Linked DNA regions of Mus musculus: all the other regions are linked to region 3. Evidence: chromatin contacts called from public Hi-C and HiCAR-type data. All regions are on one chromosome and are shown on one strand. The core of a region is the stretch at or near the end of the contact, and the rest is flanking DNA. Distances in the headings are between cores, read along the strand shown.

Region 1 (3,458 bases), core at 297-2,796, 1.1 Mb after region 3:
TGAGGTCCAATTTTTTTTCCCAATGAGGAAAAGGAGGAAAAACTCACTCAGCTGCCAAAAGATAAATTTAGAAATTTCCAGCATCCAATATGGTTCTTGTGCAGAAACTTGAAGAGCTTCCGACAGGAGCATCTCCAGGAAAAACAGAGTCGTGGGGTAAAAGAATCAAGCCTTGGGAAAACCCACATTTATTGATAAGGAGACAATCTCTTACACATACTTACCTTTGCCCCCTCCCCCATTTTGTTTGTTTGTTTGTTTGTTTTTTGTTTTTTGTTTTCCTTTTGACAGGGTTTCTCTGAGTGGCCTTAGATATCCTGGAACTTGCTCTGTGAACCAGACTGGCCTCATACTAACAGAGATCCACCTGCCTCTGCTTCCCAAGTGCTGGGATCAAAGGCATGTGCCACCAGCAACAGCTACACTTAACTTACTTTAATCTGAACTGCTCTTTCTCTATCTTGTAGTTTATAATAATAGCTACGTTTTCTTTATAAATTGCTACTACTTCTCCTAAGTGGCACTGTGGCATTTCTTCCCTGGGATGTTTCTCTCCATACCTCTGTTGCAATCTGCCTCTTACTCGTTTTAAGTTTTCTTTTATTTGTGCATCAGCATCACTCTCCAAGCTGCCAGCTGCTGAAAGGCTGAATGAGCATCTTTCCCCATGCTCTAGCATCAGCACCTCACTCAGTCTCCAAGGTACAGCAGTTGCTCAAGAAATGCAAGAGCCAGGAAGAGGAGCAGAGGAGGAGATAGAGAGAGGAGGACAGGAAAAAGGGACACAAAGAGAAAGGGAGAAGAAAATTCAATTGAGGAAAAGTAAAATAAGGCAAAAATAATGCTTTTGGTGAATGTATATAAACATCCCTGCAACGTAAGGCACCTATGAGCTCCTAGGATTGTAAAGATTTAAATCTTAAGAGTGTGCATATTTAATTTGCCTTTGTCTACCATGTGCTATACAAATGACTCCATAAATTCTGCTTTGCATTTACACATGTACCTGAAAACAGGTGTGTGTAGTATCCTAGATAATGTTCTATTACTCTTTCCACTGAAGTCTGTTGTGGCCTAACTAAAATTTAACATTGCCTAAAAGGAAAACGAGAAGAACATTTTTAAGGGAAAGTATGTTTATTTTTGATAAAAATCTTTATTTTTAATATTTTTTTCATACTGAGTTTTGTTTTTAATTTTTTGGAAGGAATTAGGTATGGAAATCTTGAGAATTTAATATTATGTATCTGAGACAGTTTTATTTCAATAATACATGATTGTTAACTATACTAGGAGGAGAAATGTGTGTCTAAACTGATTTTCAACCATTCAGTCTCAAGATTCTCATGAGAATCCAGATGAACTGTGGGTGAGAATATTCACCAGGACTTGCCTAGAAACCATGGCAGAGCTGTCGCAACTAGGCATCTGGCCAGGGTGGGGAGGCCCACCACTATGTGGTCCATATGAAGTGGTACATAATAAAGACTCTTCGTCAGGCTGCAGTGAATGAGACCCCATGGAAAGCTGGCAGAGTCAGCCAACCACAGCTCCACAGTTCTCCTGTGCTCACAGATGTTTCCTGCCTTCTGCACCACACGCAGCCTACACTGAAGCCTCTGTGTTTTCTTGTAAATGCATCTGCTGTGGTTGGATCCCGTTCCAGGGTCAATTTCTTCATCATTAAAAAATGAAGCCATGAAGAATTTGTTAGAGGGAACATGGAATATAATTTAATGACTATATATGTCTCTACTGATAGATTGGTTTTGTTTAGTTTTATTTTTGAGATATTGTTCTTATTATGGATAAATTGATTTCACCTAACTGTCAGGAAGACAGAAACTAGAACAGTCTCTATGAAAGTGGGATGGATTCTTTATCCATCCATTGCTAGGCTTAAGTTTCAAACTTAGGAAACGTGTGCCAGACATCTGCTGTCACACTAAACTTCCTGTTCATTTTAGAGAATTTGCTCTGTTTGAGATCTCATTACTTGTTTACCGTCCATTATTGGAGAGTATAAACAAAGTCAGAGCTTCCTCAGATTAGTACTCTGCCATTGTAACATGAGCAACAGCTTTTGACTTCCCAAAGTGCTATATCTAATTGATTTAAAAATCAGAAAGAAATCTAAGATACTGCCTTAGTTACATAGCTACATTGCTATGATAAAACACCAAGACCAAGATAACTTATAAAATGAAGAATTTAATTAGGCTTACCATTTAAGAGGGTTAGAATTCATGATGGAGGAATTAAGGCATCACAACAGGAAAGACTGATAGCTCATATCAAAATCACAAGCAGGAAGCAGGGAATAACCCCTCCTCCAGCAAGGCCACCCCTCCTTATTCTTCCCATACGGTTCTACCAACTAGGGAACAAGTTAAGCTTATGATTCTAGAGTGAGTAGCCATTGTCATTCAAACCTCCACAGGCTCCGTTACAACCTCATCCAACTACTGAAAAAGATAGGGTTCCTGAGTTCTACCTGCTTTGGAAAGCATACACTGCCACATCATAGTCCTTGTCTGTGCTATGTATTTCCTAGTGGCCAAACATGCTTTCATAGAGTGTAACTGCCATTTTTCTGTTCCATGTCCTCAATAATATTTTTTAAAATATATTTCATTACATTTATTAAGTTCTGTTACAGTCAGGATATGGGTGCCATCTTGTGATCCCTCTCTGTTAAAGGATCTCTTTTCTTCATCTGTATGCTCATTTAGATTAATTCGAAGCCCCCACCTTTGATAGAGTCTCTCGGTTTCCTCAAAAGTTGAGTTTAATACTTGCCATGATCTTTGTGGCAGAGAATGCTACTGGTTATTCACTCTATGTTAAATATACATGAAAGACAGAGGAAGGCTTGCATCAGGTGTTTTAAGCTCAATTAGTCTTAAGAGGGCTTAGACCTCAAATTGGGTCCATGGGTAACCTAGGAGATATTCTGAATTTTGTTCTTTTTAAGTTTTGAAGACAGAGATCTTTCACATAAAGCTCAATAATTCAGGTTTTTTTTTCCTAAAAAGAGAATAATCAGTGTAGTCCCATGTTCTCACACTTTACCCGAACACTTGGGCTGGTTTTTCTTGCCTTCTTTAAGACTATGCAGCCACTCCTCTTGCCATCTTCTTTGTGACTGTTTCCAAGCTAAACTCTACCATCTACTGTCACAACCAGACATCTGTGTCCTTCCCATTACTTTGAGTCCTTAACTGGAAGGCTCAAACTTCAGTTCACGGGCCTTTAAAATTGCTGAAGCTACAATATTATTTATTCAACCGAAATGGCTACTGTGGGTTCTCCTCCCGGATCCCTGACTTCATTAGCCCAGGGTATTTGACTAGGTTTCCAGTATTAGGCATGATTTCTCTCCTTCTGAGTAGTCTTGAGTACACCATATAACCAAGCTGTACCACTACTTGGCATAAGCCATCCCATTTGTTATTAAA
Region 2 (3,460 bases), core at 895-3,394, 1.7 Mb after region 3:
CTGTGCCCAACTGATGAGTCATCAGAAGGAAAACAGGCTATTGTATCAAGAGCAGAGACCCAAAGATGAGTGTGAATTCTGATACAATAGTTTGCTGGCTGTGGAAATTGTTTCAAGTTTCTTACATCATAGCCTTCATTTGACAGAGTAGTCATGACAATAGTGGTGATGTTGATGATGATAATGATGTTGATGATGATACTTGATTCAGAGCTCTGTGATAAGCAAATGACTGGGATATAGACATTCAAAGGTAGCTAATGGCTATCGTCTTTCTAATTGTCAAATGCCTAATAATAATCGCAAATGCTGTGTGGCAGGAAAGTTGGGACAGCTTCAGTTTAAAATTAGAATGTAAAAGCCAGTTGGCAGAGCAGAGATGCAGCCACTACCACCACCCAACCCCCAACACACACACACACACACACACACACACACACACACACACACACCAAGGCTGACTGACAGGTACAATAAAGCATTTAGTGAACAATTGCCAGAGAAAGCCAAGGCTTGGCAAATAGCCAAAATGCTGTGGTTCTCAACCTATGGGTCCCGACCCCTGTGAGGCTGTATATCAGATATCCTATATGTCAGATGTTTATATTACTAGCTAGTTTATAACTAGTAAAATTACAGTCCTGGCATAGCAACAAAATAATTTTATGGTTAGGGGTCACCACAGTGTTAGGAACTGTATTCAAGGGTTGCAGCTTTAAGGAAGGTTGAGGACCACTGCTTTAGAGTGCATAGCGCCATTGAGCATCTAACTTTCCTCTCTGCTTCCCAATCCCTTTGGTAGTGTATTATTTAACAAATTGTTTCTTGTTCTGTTCCTATCCAATCCATCACTCCAGGGACATAAGCACCCAGAAATCCTATTGCGTGCACCCCAGACCCTTGGTATCTGCCAGTCACACTTATATCTATCACCAAACATGCTAGTCTATGACCTAGCTAGCCCGTTTCCCAAACCTCTGCTCCATATTCCTGTGCATGACTGTGTGTGCAGTCTGGGCCCCTGTCATCAAAGGAACGGGCTTCAGGCCAGGATTCCAAACCAAGTCCAGTGACTGAATTAATCAAGGAACAAAAGACGGTGGCGCAGGAAAGGGTGGGTGTAGAGAATGAAGTAGAGGCTCGGAAGTATTCGTGGAATTCTAACAAGGTAGAGAAATGGGGGAGAGGGGGCTGAACCGAGAAGTGAGATGGGAGAGAATAGCGACAGTGGGAAGGGTGAACAAAGTTATCTCAGTTATCCCAGCAGCACTGGGATAACTAACCCTCCATGGGAAGACCTCGCTTCAAATCCTACATTTGCTTTGGGGATAGAGGTCTCTCCCGGTGGGCCACAGGAAATTTCAAAATCCGCCCTCCCAGCCCTCTCCCTCCTGTGGTCTTCAACTGGTGTGGAGGAAGGAAAAAAGACTCGATAAAATTAGTTCCACTCTACACCACAGCTGCTTTTCTTCATAGAGATTTACTTTTGAACAAGTCATTTTTGTTGTTTCCAATTGCCGTGGGCTTTAAGTAGGGGTGAAGGGGGAGGACAGAGCTGAGGAAAGGATTGTCTGGAAGTGTCCTGATGGAGCTTGTGGTAACAGGTGGCCCGGAGAACTGCTGACTTGGGAGCTATGGCACAGCTGAACCGAAAGGCTTGACGAATGTTGACGCCTGACAGCTTGGACGAGGCATAGCTCAGGTACTCCCCGGGAACAGCTGTCTGCTTTTTAATTAGGTGAAGAAATGGGAACGAATTTAAAACAAAAACAAAAAAAAAAAAACAAAAACAAAAACATAATAAGGTAGAATAGAAAGGAATGATTTACTTCCATCCCATGTTATTGTTACAAACAGTTTGCAAAAACACACTGACACTTGTCTCTCTGGAGGCTTTGCCCCGCCCCTTTCCCCTCCCCACCACCCCACCCCCACCCCCACCCCGTGGGGCTGGCTGGCCAGTGCTTCTCATGATCTAGGGTTCACCCAGGTCACCTGGGGAGGCAGGAAAGATCCAGATTCTGATGTGGAATGTTTGTGGTGATCTGAGGAGCCTAGCAAGCTCCAGGTGATGCCAATTCTCCAGGGCTAGGAGGAAAGAGAGCAGCAAGACTGTCAACCACGTGGCACTTCCGAATGCAAGCACTGTACAAACAGTGTCAAGCCGTCAACGGACAGAAACGGTCTATTAGTTGGAGGATGAAAGCAAACTAAATGCTGATGAGATTTTAAAAGAAATTCAATGACTAAAGAAGTCATTAATATTAATGATTTTGAATTACTCTTGTGACCTCTCAGACTTCTGACCATACACCATGGACTTAAAAGTACCCATTACAATTATATCATAAATGACTCTGTATGAATATTTCAATTTCTGAGACCTTTAACTACAGTAAGGTTTTTTTGTTTTTTTTTTTTAATTCCTTCAACTAACAGAAGAAAAAAAAAAGAGTCTTTAAATTATTAAATCCTGCAATTTACTCGCAAAGTTGAAGAAAGGCTCTCCCTCCTCCTTTGGTAAAATGTTTAATTCAGAGGCATTATAAGTCAGGAGAAATTAAAGCAAAAGAAAAAAATCATGGGAATGCACTGCACAGAGAAAATGGGATGCAGGGGGGAAAGAGCGAGGCTAATTCGTCGTGTGTGCCATAGCTGATAGGAAAGATGTTTGAGAATACTAAACTGCTGTTTTCTATTCTCCCCGTAGCAATGCCAACATCACTTCTACAGAGGAGAAAGTGAAAAGCCTGGGGAAGGAGGAGTGGGTCTGTACACGATGGAAGGAGGAACCTGGGAGCCTGGCCCTGGGATGACTGAGAGAGGAAGAAAGGGGTATTTGCAGACATGGCCCCATTCTTCCTTCCCTTCAGCTAACATGCAAAAGTGCCTATAAAAAGATGGCACCCGAACCCATAAACATGTTCTGGCCCCATTTGTAACCAATGATTTAAACAGTTGTCACCACATCAGCCTAGAAGGGTAGAAGAAGAGAAATGTATTGGGACTGTGTCAGTCACAAGAAGGCTCTAGCCTTCTTGGGTAGTGTCTTAGTCAGGGTTTCTATTCCTGCACAAACATCATGACCAAGAAACAAGTTGGGAAGGAAAGGTTTTATTTGGCTTACACTTCCATGCTGCTGTTCATCACCAAAGGAAGTCAGGACTGGAACTCAAACAGGTCAGGGAGCAGGAGCTGATGCAGAGGCCATGGAGGGATGTTCTTTACTGGCTTGCCTCCCCTGGCTTGCTCAGCCTGCTCTCTTATAGAACCCAAGACTACCAGCCCAGAGATGGTACTACCCACAAGGGGCCTTTCCCCCTTGATCACTAATTGAGAAAATGCCTTACAGTTGGATCTCTTGGAGGCATTTCCTCAACTGAAGCTCCTTTCTCTGTGATAACCCCAGCTGTGTCAAGTTGACACAAAACTAGCCAGTACAGGTAGCCCGAACTTCTCA
Region 3 (3,303 bases), core at 736-3,235:
TGTGGCTGGCCAGTGACCTAGGAGATCTCATTTACTCAGAATAATCAATCCAATGAGTCCTCAACAACGGATATCCCCTTTCAAAAGTGAAGATAGTGAGTGGGGCTTAGAGAGGCTTAGATATGCTCGTCAGACACTGTAAAAGCCAGGATCTGACATGCCATCTTTGCCATTTATTTATTTATTTATTTAGCAACGATATGCTATGTTAGGTTTCACCTCAAAATAGTCAGATAATCTGAAGATTCAGAAGAAACACAATTAGAGTGATTTATTCCCAAACACTCTATTTTAGGCTGGCTGCAGTTTGAAGAAAAATTCCCTAAAGGAATCTTGTAGGTTCCCATGAGCGTGCCAGCAGTTTAGCTCTGTGCACCAAATGCAGAGTTAACAGGCATTTGCCCCTAGCATTTAGCCTTCCTGTTGATTCATAAGATGCAAATGAAATGTAAATGTTAAAACCATGTGGGAAAAAGGATTTTCGGAGGAAAAATATAAGAGATCTATCCTACAATACTGTAAAAGCGAGGAGAACAAGACAGGGAGGCGCTGGGGGGAAAATCACAGCTGAAGACAGAGTTTAATAATTTCAAGCACGAAAGGAAAGGGATTCAAAGATCCGTGTCTGTGTTTGTCTGTGCGCTTGCGCATTCGTGTGTGTGTGTGTGTGTGTGTGTGTGTGTGTGTGTCTGTACGAAGCTTCTGCCTGCACACTTAGACACCCCCCATATCCACTTGCAAGTAGCTGGTGGTTCCCAATCTTTTGAAGACAAAGTCCCGTGAGGCTAGTTAGCATTCCCTGCTGGAGACTGGCTTCACACAGGGGGTGACCCTGTGATGCACCAAAGACTATTTCATGCCCTTGCGAGGTGGTTCAGGGACCAGGATTTTATTATGCTGAGGGCATTAAGAGTTGTGATCCTGCAATCTTGAGTTAGAGCCACTTACGGTCCCAACAGCTCCACCCTGGTGTTTTAGAGGAAAATATTCCTTTATGCTTTCTGCATGAACTGAAAGCGACACGGCTTCCCGATGCTACGCCTAGGAGGTGGTTCAAGCTTTTGAAATTGCCTGAGAAGCCCCGTCCATCTGCTGGATGCCTGGCTTTCTGGAAAGGACCAGGAGGCGTAGGTTTTTAATCTGAGTAACTCTGGATTTTGTTTTGTAACTTCAAATCGTCACCTAATTAAAAGTAAACGTGACTTTTTTTTTCTTTAAAGAACGTTTTGAAAATCAGTGTGGCGACGTGTGTTATGGTCTAGAGTCCTAATTCTCACCGGGAAGGAGATGGGGGCGAAGGGGGAGCACAAAAATCTCTTCTGCTTTTCGGTACTGGATAGTTGATTAAATGATTTGCTTTGATAAAGTGTACGCCAGCCAGGACTAGGGGAACAGAAGAACGGCGAATTCGAGAAGGAGTAACCTTCTCTTCAAAGTGGGGGAAATTACTCTCAACCACCAGTAGCTGTTTCCGTGAGCCTCCGGGTGGAGAATCTCCATCTTTTCCACCTCCTCAGTCCTAGTCCAAGAGGACCCAAGGTGAGCTCTTCGCCCCAACAACTCTACAGAAGGTGAAGGCGGTACCCTCGTCGAGAAGAAAAATCCCTAAGGAGTGAGCCAGTGGACTGGGCTTCGGAGTGCAAGAAGACAGCTATGTGGCCAGGCTGGGAGGACAGCAAAAGATCTCAGATCCTATGTCTTTGGGGCGCTGAGAATCCCCTGGTAAGAGCCAGACACTGGCGAATCCAGCCCGTCACGCCCCCTACTCTCGATCCCGCTCTTCATTGGCCAGCGTGTCCTGTGGGAGGCGGAGTCGATGTCAGCCCCGCCCACCAGAGCGCGGGGGCTGGGGCATCAGGCTCTTCTCCCACCAGGGGCCGCCAGCTCTGCTCAGTCTCCGACTTGGTCCTGCAGCGCCTCTAGGCTGCGGATCGGCGCTCCAACCACCTGCTCCGCGCTGCCGCCGAGGAAGCTGGGCGGGAGAGAGGAGCGGGAGGAGCAGGAGGAGCGGGAGGAGCGGGAGGAGGAGACAGGCAGCTTACACACGCCTTCCCGTCCTCCACTCAGAGCAGCCGGAGCCCGCGGCCGCCGCCACTGCTCCAGCTGCCGCCGCTACAGCCTCTGCCTCGGCTGCCACCTGAGGAGACCCACCGTCGGGACCCCGCGGCGCTGCCCCGCCGACCCTTCTCTGCTCCCGGTGATCCGTGCACGGTGCAACTCTCATCACTCTTCTTATCCTCTCCTTTGCAAGAAGAGAAACTACTAGAAGACAGCATCCAAAAAGAAACCGCGTCTACCTTGACTGACTACTGAAGCGTCTCCTGGAATAAGAGGGTCGCCCGTCCTGGGAGTAGCTGCCAGAGACACTGAGGAAGGGTGTGGAGGGGGGGAGGGAGGAGTTGCGGGTTCCGCGTGGAGGAAAGTTGCGTGTGGCACAGACCCGACGGCGCAGCGCCACAGTCCCCGGGGGACCGTGTGTCTTGGAAAAAAGTCGCTGTCCCCCTAAGGCGAGACCCACAAGCGAGCGGGCCCCGTGGGCCCGGGGACGACGCCCCCTCCTGCGGCGTGGACTTTGTCGGTGGCCTTCTAGGAGGAGGAATATGGCATCTAAGGTGTCCCCTTCTTGCCGTCTGGTTTTCTGCCTCTTGATCTCCGCCGCGGTCCTCAGACCAGGTAAGCTTTTGGCCTCTGAACAGCCCCACTGTAGTGGTTGTTGCGGACCGGGGGCGGTTCCCCGGGAGGCCTGGGGCTGTGCGCTCTAGCGTGTGCTTAGCAAAGTATGGGAGCCATAAAGGCGCGCGGGGGACACAGATCTGTCCCTGGGAACAGTCACCTGTGTCACACGTTTTAGGCTTGACTGGTCTGCTCAGGTTTGGGCAGCGAGATTGAAAACTAAGCACATCTCCAGGAACTTTGGGTGAGGCTTAGCTTGAGGGTGCAGGACCCCCCCCCCCCCGGCAAGATCTGCTGAACTCTCTCCCCCGCACCGTCCCTCCAGTCTCTTGGTATCAAAGTACAATTCACTGCACTCAGAGCAGTTTCCTTTCGCTGGGCTTTGAGGTGAAATAACTGCTGGCACTTTGTCACGATAAATCCCCTAAGTAACTTCCTCTTGGTCATAATGTGAAGACCTGGGAGGAATGGCAGGGGATAAGGAGGGTTTTGACTATCTTTTTTTTTTTAATAATAATAATACTGAAATAGAAGCTGCATTGTCTAGTGGGTAGCTAGTGTAGGGTTGATGGCAGCCGAGTCACGCAGCGTGGACTGGGTTAGCAGTCAGGTTTGCGAGCCTTAAAGCGA

Evidence for each region. Hi-C and Micro-C count contacts between places; a contact is called where the count stands out from the background. HiCAR-type assays count read pairs that join an accessible place to other places.
Region 1: a Hi-C map of pro-B cells shows a contact between it and region 3, with 2.7 times the contacts expected there. The contact joins the enhancer-like site here to the promoter of Alcam in region 3. A contact is called at or near these places in 1 of 484 Hi-C or Micro-C datasets (pro-B cells), 2 of 115 datasets of contacts at active chromatin or transcription factors (embryonic forebrain and large pre-B cells) and 1 of 9 other capture datasets (adipose tissue).
Region 2: a HiCAR-type map of astrocytes shows a contact between it and region 3, with 4 times the contacts expected there. The contact joins the promoter of 1700116B05Rik here to the promoter of Alcam in region 3. A contact is called at or near these places in 6 of 39 promoter capture datasets (the 3T3-L1 cell line, 3T3-L1-derived adipocytes, cranial neural crest and 2 more), 2 of 484 Hi-C or Micro-C datasets (cortical neurons and nephron progenitors) and 3 of 115 datasets of contacts at active chromatin or transcription factors (astrocytes, embryonic forebrain and embryonic hindbrain).

What each region holds. Positions count from the first base shown.
Region 1 is chr16:51,350,404-51,353,861 of GRCm38.p6, reverse strand. No RefSeq gene overlaps it. Among named protein-coding and RNA genes, the nearest start is that of Gm32431, 300 kb to the right of the region's middle. Within about 2 kb of position 1,546, at least 33 of the 459 cell types and tissues checked have an H3K27ac peak or open chromatin away from gene starts, as enhancers often do. A contact at or near this core is called in pro-B cells, where this site is marked.
Region 2 is chr16:50,782,093-50,785,552 of GRCm38.p6, reverse strand. 1700116B05Rik (RIKEN cDNA 1700116B05 gene) reads right to left here and starts at 2,144. Exons shown (of 2, transcript NR_131006.2): 1 at 1,996-2,144; 2 at 1,462-1,723.
Region 3 is chr16:52,451,763-52,455,065 of GRCm38.p6, reverse strand. Alcam (activated leukocyte cell adhesion molecule) reads left to right here and starts at 1,985. Exons shown (of 16, transcript NM_009655.3): 1 at 1,985-2,673. The coding sequence starts at 2,601.